Linked DNA regions of Mus musculus: region 2 is linked to region 1. A link is a contact called in public HiChIP or PLAC-seq data. All regions are on one chromosome and are shown on one strand. Each heading gives the region's core, a stretch centred on a gene start, on an enhancer-like site or on the middle of the called end of the contact. The rest is flanking DNA. Distances are from core to core; before and after follow the strand shown.

Region 1 (4,617 bases), core at 1,222-3,721:
TTTGATGGGTTTTCAGGAACATCCCTGCATCTCAGTCAGCTCCTCCTTTGAGAGCTGAAGGCTCTGCAGACTCTCAGATGGCAAGACTTCTGAAACTACTGAGTGGATAATCCTTTCATGCTCCCTGTCTTCTGTAACAGGTTGAATATGCTACTGACTGGGCTTCACATCTCCCTTTTTAAAGGATGCCTTTTAAGAATCTGCTAATTCAGATCTTTAGCTAGGCCAGGCTTATGGCCCACAGGCTGATTTTCCTTAAAGAACAAATGAACAAGCAAACGATTACCTTTAGATTGAGCTTTGCAGTTGACTTGTAGGTGTGACTTCTGAAGTCTCTGTAGTTTGATTTATGACCAAAGTGATAGCATTAATTTTACAAGTGCTTTTAAGCTATGTGTTCTTTGCTCTTAGGACTTCCCTATGAAAAATGAAGAATGACTCTTTAGCCAGGTTTTATTGGGATAAAGATCAATTTTATGAAGCCTGACGACTTCATATTCTGAATTTTACCTGAGCAATGTTCCAGCTTAACTGAATGGTGTATCGTATTGATTGACTCTCTCATCAGCTACCTTTATTGATTAATGACACAGATAAGAAAGATGTACCTTGTTGTATGGGGATTAGACAGGAAACTACAAGCCCTTCATATCTCAGACAGCTAATATAAGTCTGTATTTATGAATGGCATGATGCATGAAAGAGAAGGAAAGCCCAGGGTTTAGTTACGACTGGGGAGAAGTAGGGCAAAGGGAGAGAAAGCCTTGTGGTGATCTAGCTTTGAAAGGAGGGGCAGCTACCTGGGTGGCCAGCAAGCCTTTGATGCTGGCCAGCGAGTGAGTGTGCTGACCGATGGCTTTATTGATCACAGTCAACTCTGGACAGGTTTGAGGATGTGCACTTTTCCTAAGACTACAGGCAATTCTTGTTCCTTCAAGCACCTCCAAACAGAGTCTGTGTATAAAATACTGCGGAGCTTCAGAGGCCGTCAGTGCTGGCTGGTGCCTTCCACTGCACTGAGTTAGTTAGCTGCTTCTGGAATGCTGTATAAACCAAAGCTATCACAGTCAGTCCACAAAGCATACTGGCTAGGAAGTAAGAGGAGACTCTTGGAGAATTCATGTTTAAGGATTAAAAAATGCTGCTCATAGCAAAAGATAGCATGGTCAGAACTTGGCTTCAGGGACATGTGTGTCTGAGTGTTGGATACTCTTGCTAGGCAGGCTCTGCAAACTGCTGTCTCTTCTGCTTACTAGGGACAGTGACAGGCATGGTTGAGTGAGGTAGTGAGAATAAAGCTCGACACATGGCTGTTCCATGTCCATTATCTTCAGGATGGTGACAGATATGACGACTTCCAATTGTCAAGCTAAATCAAAACATTTCAGAGTGGTGGATGGTTTCTGACCAGTTTGAAAGAATAAGAGGTAAATGATTAATACAAAACCTATGCAAGTGTAAAAGTCTTAATGTAGCAGAAATCTTCCTGAAAATTAAGAGTACGAAGAAAGCTGTTCGGTAGTCTTTGAGAATAATTTATCTGTCAACATTTCCAGTACTGTCCATTTGGATCTAAGGTTTTGACTTTTGCTTTGTCCTAAAACCTTTGAATCAATGCTGTCTTTTCTCACTACTGTTTTATCCTCCTTGATAAAAGGCTGTTGATCTTCAGAACACCAGAAACAAGAAAAATAATACTAACTCCTTTCTTACCAGGTTCCTGAACTCTGAATAACCACAAGGGAGCCCGGTGTGCCAAGCACTGCTTTGCCCTATCTCTGTGCACAGCACCTTTAAACCATCACAACTCCAGTTTTTGAGTAATTAGTGTATTCCTTGTACATTATTAAGTACTGTTTTGTGTTGATTAATTTAATTTTTAATAGAATCCTTGAAGGTGCATATATATTAGCACTAGGTTTCTTGGTCCTTGATGCTATTATGCCAGTGGAAACTCCGAGAATGGAACTGAGCCAAACAGGGGAAGATTATCGAGTGGAATTCATGATTGCATTTTCCCAAGTTCCCAGAAAACAAAGGTTGTTGGCTAACTTGGGGTCTTAATTTGCTCAGGGAGAGAGACTCCTGTGGAAGGGATGTAAGGACAGGTCACAGGCAAAGCGTATTCTGCTTGTTGGTTCAGGAGCTGCCTGTTATTCCATTCAGACTGGGTGTTACCACTAGGTCATGGTGGGTTGGAGTCTGATGCCTGTGTAGAAGGGCCTGTGCCCTGCATGTTTATTTTCTGACTGCAGTTGAATCAGCCAGCCAATCCCAGGACTGTGGCCAGTGCTTTTACTGTTAGCATCCTGTTGAGCCCATGTTTATTAGTTAGGTGGCCCCAGCTTGTTGAGGGAAGACAGTGAAGCAGGTGTCCTGACGACAGTTGGATGACGTGACCCTAGGCTTGTCCTCTGTCACTTCAGGAACTGTTAAGCTTGTTTTTCATGTGAGGAAGTTGAGGTTAGTAACTTTACTGCTGTTTGTACCCATGCACCCTGTGTGCCCCATCACTGAGACGGCTCTACAGTTGGGAACGTTATAGGGAAAGACCAAAAGCGTGTGAGCATTTGTTGTTTAGAGCTGTGCAGCCCGTTGTTAACTGCTTTGTGCCAGCACACTAGCAATGGGACCATGTTTTTTGGGATTTTTACCTCTTATTTTGGTTACTGTGAATCTAAGTGCCTAGGAAAAATCTTGTACTGTAGAGTCTGCTCAGAAGCAGTGACCTCGAGGGTGAATAGCAGGAAATAAGTAGTAGTATGCGTCCTGGGGGCATTGGGACATTTAGGTGAGTTAATTCAGAACTGGGTTTTGTTGGAAGTGTCCTGATTTTTTTTTTACCATTCCTTTTGAATATCTTGTAAGTACATTTTCTTTTTCTTTTTTATAGCAAGTATTTTCTTGTGATACTTGTCACAACTCAGAACTCAGAACCCCAAATAAGACACATAGGGCACATTGGCTAAAAACTGTGTATGGCATAGTTGGGAATATAGCTCAGTGGGAAATCCTTTGCCTAGCAATCATACCTCCTGGGTTTGAGCTCTAGCTTTGCAAAACAAGCATTACAATAGAATTACGGGGTTGCTTTTGTGAAAAGGATTTTTTTCCTCAAGTACATTCAAAGTAAAAGCTCCTGGTCTGAAACAGCACTTAGTCTTCTCCCAGGGTTACTTGCTTCATTCTGAACTTCAGGGTTTCACGCTAGGTTTATCACAGTATTTGTAAGCCCTGAAGCAGAGGTGGGGTAGTTTTGAGGCAAGTGCCTCATGGAGAGACACTGGCTAGTCAGGCAGTGATTTCAGTATCAGCAGTTTTGTGATTATTATGGTGTGTGTTTATTGCTGGCAGTTCGTACTTTTTACAAAGAGCCTGTTTAACTGCTTCTCCTCCCAAGTGAAGAGCCACTAGCCCGAGTTTCCCTCTGGAAGCGGTTTCTGCAGAGCACTGTACTTCTGGCACATTCCTTTCCAGCCTTCCAAAGTGGAGACTTTGAAATGAGAAGTGTCATGCAAGGTGAACTATTGGTATTTTCACAGCAGGCACATTTTACCATCTTCTTTGTAAAAACACTATTGAATCACATTTATGGTTTTGTCACTTTTACAATGAGAACAGATAGTGACATTTAAGCCTAGGAAAATCCAGTCTCTGATATCGACTGTTAATGTGGATATCTTGAAGAAGCAGGTAGAACATTGTGACCTTATGATGTGAATTCTTTAATTAGAGCATACAGATCAGTCAAATATTTGACTTATTGATTTTTGGAGAACCAAACTGTTTTGTATGCAAGGTATGAACATAGTAGGGGATGCTGCCCTTGATTCAGAATAAACAGTTAGTCAAGGTCTTGTCCAGAGTAAATAATATACATTTCTACTATTTTAGTGTACACTAACAGATATAATCGGTTACCTCATTTATAGCCATCCATTTAAAGTGATGGTTGGTGTTTCTAGCACCAGTTGTCTAAGATAGCATTAGCTGGTAACTATGTACGTTTAAAAATACAGCATATCCGGGGCCTAGCAAACACAGAAGTGGATGCTCACAGTCAGCTATTGGATGGATCACAGGGCCCCCAATGGAGGAGCTAGAGAAAGTACCCAAGGAACTAAAGGGATCTGCAACCCTATAGGTGGAACAACATTATGAACTAACCAGTACCCCGGAGCTCTTGACTCTAGCTGCATATGTATCAAAAGATGGCCTAGTCGGCCATCACTGGAAAGAGAGGCCCACTGGACTTGCAAACTTTATATGCCCAGTACAGAGGAATGCCAGGGCCAAAAAGTGGGAGTGGGTGGATAGGGGAGTGGGGGGGAGGGTATGGGGACTTTTGGTATAGCATTGGAAATGTAAATGAGGAAAATACCTAATAATTTATATTTATATATAATATATGTAATATATATATGTAATATATATATATATATATTACAGCATATTAATGGTTCTAGCCTATCTCCAGTTCTTCTGTGTCATTGATGAACCCACAGAAACACTTTCTTTTTTCTTTTTTTTTTTTCCATTTTTTATTAGGTATTTAGCTCATTTACATTTCCAATGCTATACCAAAAGTCCCCCATATCCACCCACCCCCACTCCCCT
Region 2 (4,617 bases), core at 1,367-3,866, 91 kb before region 1:
TTTTCACTTCCCTGGGAAGCAAACCAAGCTCCTCAAAGGAAGCCACTGACAATGGGCCGTTGATCAGTGACAGCCCTGACTTAGGGAGGATAAGTCTCCAGCTGATTCCATTTCTGGGACACCTGGCCAGAGGAGATAACAAGGCCGCAGCCAAGCTGGTCTCTGAAACTCTTCATGGTTTCACTAAATATAATAGAACTAATATAGCAGCCAATCAGACTTGTCCTAATGGCACTGCTTTGACTCCTATCAATCACATTAGAGGTTACCTTACCCTTCTGGAAAATTCCCCTAGCCCTGCATCAAAGGGGGCTTATGAGCCCCTCAAGCCGTTGACATTTGGATGAATGGTTGACCATTCATGCCATGCTGTTTGCTGGCAGTTTCTGCAGAATAAGCACCTTTGCATGCCATTTGAGTCTAGGGTCTCTCTTTAGCAATTCTTGGACCCTAATAGTATAAAGGGGTACATGAAGAGAAATCAAAGTGGCTGTCAAAAAAAAAAAAAAAGCTTAAAATCAAATAGCCAGGGAATTCTTAACAAGCCTTAAATCATTTGAAACTACAAAATTGGCTGACTCATAGGTGCATTTTTTTAAAGAAGACAATATTTTTTAGTGGTTCATGTTTGGAAAAGTCTGTGGTAGAGGGTTATAAACATAAAAATAAATCGGGCACAGTGGCACGTGCCTTAAATCCTAGCACTGGTGAGGCAGAAGCAGCTCTTTGTCAGTTCAAGGTCAGCCAGATCTACACGTGCCATTTCAGACCAGCCTGGCTTACATAGTGAGACCTTGTTTTATAATCAGAGTGTGGAGAAAATAATGGCACCATATGGGGATCATAAGGAATGAGGGTGGGACTTCAAGGGAACGACATATGTGGCAACAGTGAGCTCTTTTATTGTGAAATATTTGCCAATTTTGCAAGGAAAAAATTTCATTGCCGACAGTAGTAATAAACATTTTCATACTTTTATGAGCTAATTGTTCAGTTCCTGTTAACATTTTCTCTAATAAACTCATACTCTTTCTGACTGAAAAATAATTCTGGGGACTTTTTTAGCTGCACAATTTAATGTTTTTTTTGTTGTTGTTTTGTTTTGTTTTGTTAGCTGCACAATTTAATGTTTTTTTTTTTTTTTTTTTGTTTTGTTTGTTTTTTTTTGTTTTTTTTCGAGACAGGGTTTCTCTGTGTAGCCCTAGCTGTCCTGGAACTCACTCAGTAGACCAGGCTGGTCTTGAACACAGAAATCCGCCTGCCTCAGCCTCTCAAGTGGTGGGATTATAGGCGTGCGCCACCACGCCCAGCTTTATGTTTTTATATATTCAGATATTTAGTTTTGTTTTCTTTTTATTCTTTGTGATTTCACTTAAATTTCCATGGTGTCCTCATTCTAATCACGGTATCTCTCCTTCTGTGCTTCAGCCCCCCCCCCCCCCCACACACACACACAAGGCAGTTAATATATTTTAGGAGTGTCTATGGATTTGGTGATGATAATTGTATATAGGCCACAGAGGAGAAGTGAGTACCCTACTGTCATACGAAAGAAATCAGGCCAGTGAGGTTGGCAGAATGGAGTCCCCTGTCAGGAATCCTTTGGAAGTCACCGTTCTTTTATGTGTAAATTGGGGCTAATTAACTAGAGTCTGTTTTGTGTGGCTTGAGAATAAAAATTGACAGATAAACAGGTTCCGTTTCAAGGGACAGCCGCCGATTTAGTCTATCTTAGGTGGGTACTTTGAGGCTTCAAAGTACTAGGATATACTATGCATTTCTAAACCCGACCACTCCCAGCCCCATCCCAGAGCTTGTGGGTGGCTTTTGTAGGGGGACACGCCGCCTCGAACACACTGTAGACCGCAGCGGCCGTCCAGGCTCTTAGGACGCCACCTAGCTGGCCTCGCTGTGGTCCCGGAGCGCTTTTTGCTAAGTCCTGCAGGTTCCTCCGCTCCCCGAAGTCTATGCTCGCTCGCGTGTTCCCTGGCGAGCATCGCGCGGGGACGAGCAAACCGACGTCATTCTTACAGCTCTTTTCTCGTCCGGAAGATGAAGGCAGCGTTGCTAACAACGAGGAGGGACAGTCCTTGTGTCGTGGGCAAAGCGGACACGGCGGCTCCTTCCCACCTCCTGGAATGACAGAGGGGAGGCCACCCCCGGTAAAGCGCCCGCAAGCTTCCGGAGCCTCAGTTACCCTGACTCTGGCTGCAGCGCGGGAATGTTTGCCGTTTGCACTGCAGCCCCAAGCCCAAAGGCGTCTCCGCGCAGAGAGGGCACCTGGGGTTCTGGAAAACAAAAACAAAAAACCCAACAAAATCTCCATCACTTGCATTCAAGATATCTTAGGGCGGGTGTTGCGGCTCAGCCTAAGCCCAGCACTTGTGGGAGGTTGAGGCAGGAGGATCGCCACCAATTCCAAGTTAGCCTGGGCTTCGGTGCGAGACATGGTCTCAAAAGAACTCACATCCGTCAACAAAACAAAAAACAAAACCAGCATCAAAAAGTCGGTCGGCGTGCAAAACGCTCCAGACGCGCACTACCTTCAGTCGCTACCGCGCCACACCGCGGTGGGCGGGGCGCCAGGGGGTGGGACCTCTGCGCATCACTTCCGCTTCCCGTTCCAAATGAACTCTCCCGCCACTGGGAGAGAGCGGCTGTCAGCGCGGGTGTTTCTTTCAGCCTGGCTGCTGGCTGGTTAAACAATCTACTGCGGCTTTATTTGGGACGGAGAGAAGCCGTGGAGTTGGAAGCTTGTGAGCTGACCTGGTGGGACCGAGTGACAGGTGGTGTCGGGTCGGAGGGAGGCTCCGGGTGGGATGGCGGGGAGGGCGGCCCGGGAAGGCGCTGGGGCCGGAAGGGAAGTTAAGGCACTTTTGACTATTCTGGAAAGGCTGGATTCCAGAGTTAGAAGTACGAGAAGTAAGCCTCTCATCTAGGTAGAATCTACTTTGCTTTACCTTGATTTCAGGAATTTAACACCCCCCTCCCCTCAAACCTCATCTTGTCTTGGGTTCGCACATGCCTGAGGGTGGCAGGCAGCAACACTTAGTGATCACTCTTTGGCTTACAAGGGCCACCGTCTACATATACCCCAGTTTGAGCCCTTCCCACATTCGCCCCTGTTATTACAGATGTGTATAGAAAATCTAGACAACACAGCAGGGTCTAGGAATAATCCCTTTAAAAAAGTCTGTGCATCCAATATTTTGTGTTTCCATAAATATTTACTCTATTGACTCAGCCTTTTTCCGTCATTTTAACATATATATTGCGTTGCCACCTAAGCACTATATATTGCAATATATACTATATAACATATATATATAATTTATATAATATATAATATAAATATATATTTATATAATTTATTTCACTGCTTTCAAAAGGTGGTCAAGATGCAGTTCTCAGGAAGGATCCGGAAGAAGCTGCGATTGGCGGGTGACCAGAGAAATGCTAGTTACCCTCACAGCCTTCAGTTTTACCTGCAGCCGCCTACTGAAAACATATCGTTGACGGAGTTTGAAAACTTGGCTTTTGACAGAGTTAAATGTAAGTGGCATTTAAAGTCCAATGTTTGTGTCCTTGAGAAGTGCAGTTATCACACGATGAATAAAGGCAGTTCCTCTTTGTTCAGCAGCCCATTCAACATCCGTTGGTGATTTGCTGTTGAAGGTTTGTCATTCACTTCTTCACTGTAGTATGCACATTGAGTACTCTGCTTCCAGGTGGCAGGGACTTTGTAATGAGTAATGCAATTAAGGTCTATGTTGAAACTGTATTTGCTATGTGGAGACAGACGTGTAGAGTTAAAATCATACATCAGATTACTTTCTGCTTTGATAGAAGTAAATATTAATGCCCCTGGAGTGTAAAAGTGAGAATAACTAGCTTAGTCTACTTAAGGAAGGTTTCCTAGAGAAGTTGGAATTTGGTCTGGTTTCTGAAGAAATGAGCAGACAGTAGGGATTTCCCAGCAGAAGCAGTGAAGGGCTTTTCCAAACTGTGATAATGGTCTCTACAAAGGCTTGCGGCTGTGAAAGAGAGCTATGCTTCCGGTGTGAGTAGTTGAGGGAGAGTGGAGACGTGTGGACATTTGAAGGCATATTATAATGCGCAGGACCGAGGTGTGAGAAGGATGCAGCCACTGAACTGGAGGCCTCTTATCCTTTGTGTGTGAGAGAAGAAATGAAGGAGCTAGCTATGAACTGAGACAAATACAAGCCCTCTTAGAGTTTATGTTCCAGAATATTCTTGCTGGAGTAATCAGGAGATGGGAAAACACTGTTCATTTTTCTTAGAGCAGCAAGATAAGAGCTGTCAACGCAGGAGAAAGCACTTATTACTGTCCAATGTAGTGAAGGCAAGAGGGGGGGAAGGGCACAGGAGGCTTAGCAGTGTCACATGTTTCCTAGTGGTTGAAACCCTTGGCTTCGTCGTGTCAGATGGAACCGCAAGGACCCCTAAACAGTGGTGGTGCTAGTGAAGGGCTTGAGAGATGCCAAGTAGGTGTCATGAAGAGTGGTTGGAGGTCAGGACTGAGGGAGCCGGTACGGCAAGAAGGCATGGGAAGTGGAGATGCATGTGGAACATGGTCGTGTTCTTAGGTGGCAGTGC

Evidence for each region. HiChIP or PLAC-seq counts read pairs in DNA pulled down with a chosen protein or histone mark.
Region 2: an H3K27ac HiChIP or PLAC-seq map of double positive thymocytes shows a contact between it and region 1, with 5 read pairs. The contact joins the promoter of Prim2 here to the enhancer-like site in region 1. A contact is called at or near these places in 2 of 39 promoter capture datasets (the C10 cell line and pre-B cells), 2 of 484 Hi-C or Micro-C datasets (the G1E-ER4 cell line and nephron progenitors) and 3 of 115 datasets of contacts at active chromatin or transcription factors (double positive thymocytes, effector CD8 T cells and memory CD8 T cells).

What each region holds. Positions count from the first base shown.
Region 1 is chr1:33,576,590-33,581,206 of GRCm38.p6, reverse strand. The region is part of intron 7 of Prim2 (DNA primase, p58 subunit); the gene reads left to right. Among named protein-coding and RNA genes, the nearest start is that of Prim2, 91 kb to the left of the region's middle. Within about 2 kb of position 2,471, at least 85 of the 459 cell types and tissues checked have an H3K27ac peak or open chromatin away from gene starts, as enhancers often do. A contact at or near this core is called in the G1E-ER4 cell line, double positive thymocytes, effector CD8 T cells and 2 more, where this site is marked.
Region 2 is chr1:33,667,793-33,672,409 of GRCm38.p6, reverse strand. Prim2 (DNA primase, p58 subunit) reads left to right here and starts at 2,616. Exons shown (of 14, transcript NM_008922.2): 1 at 2,616-2,786; 2 at 3,390-3,552. The coding sequence starts at 3,399. It overlaps 1700001G17Rik (RIKEN cDNA 1700001G17 gene), which reads right to left and starts at 2,586. Exons shown (of 1, transcript NR_033199.2): 1 at 1,698-2,586.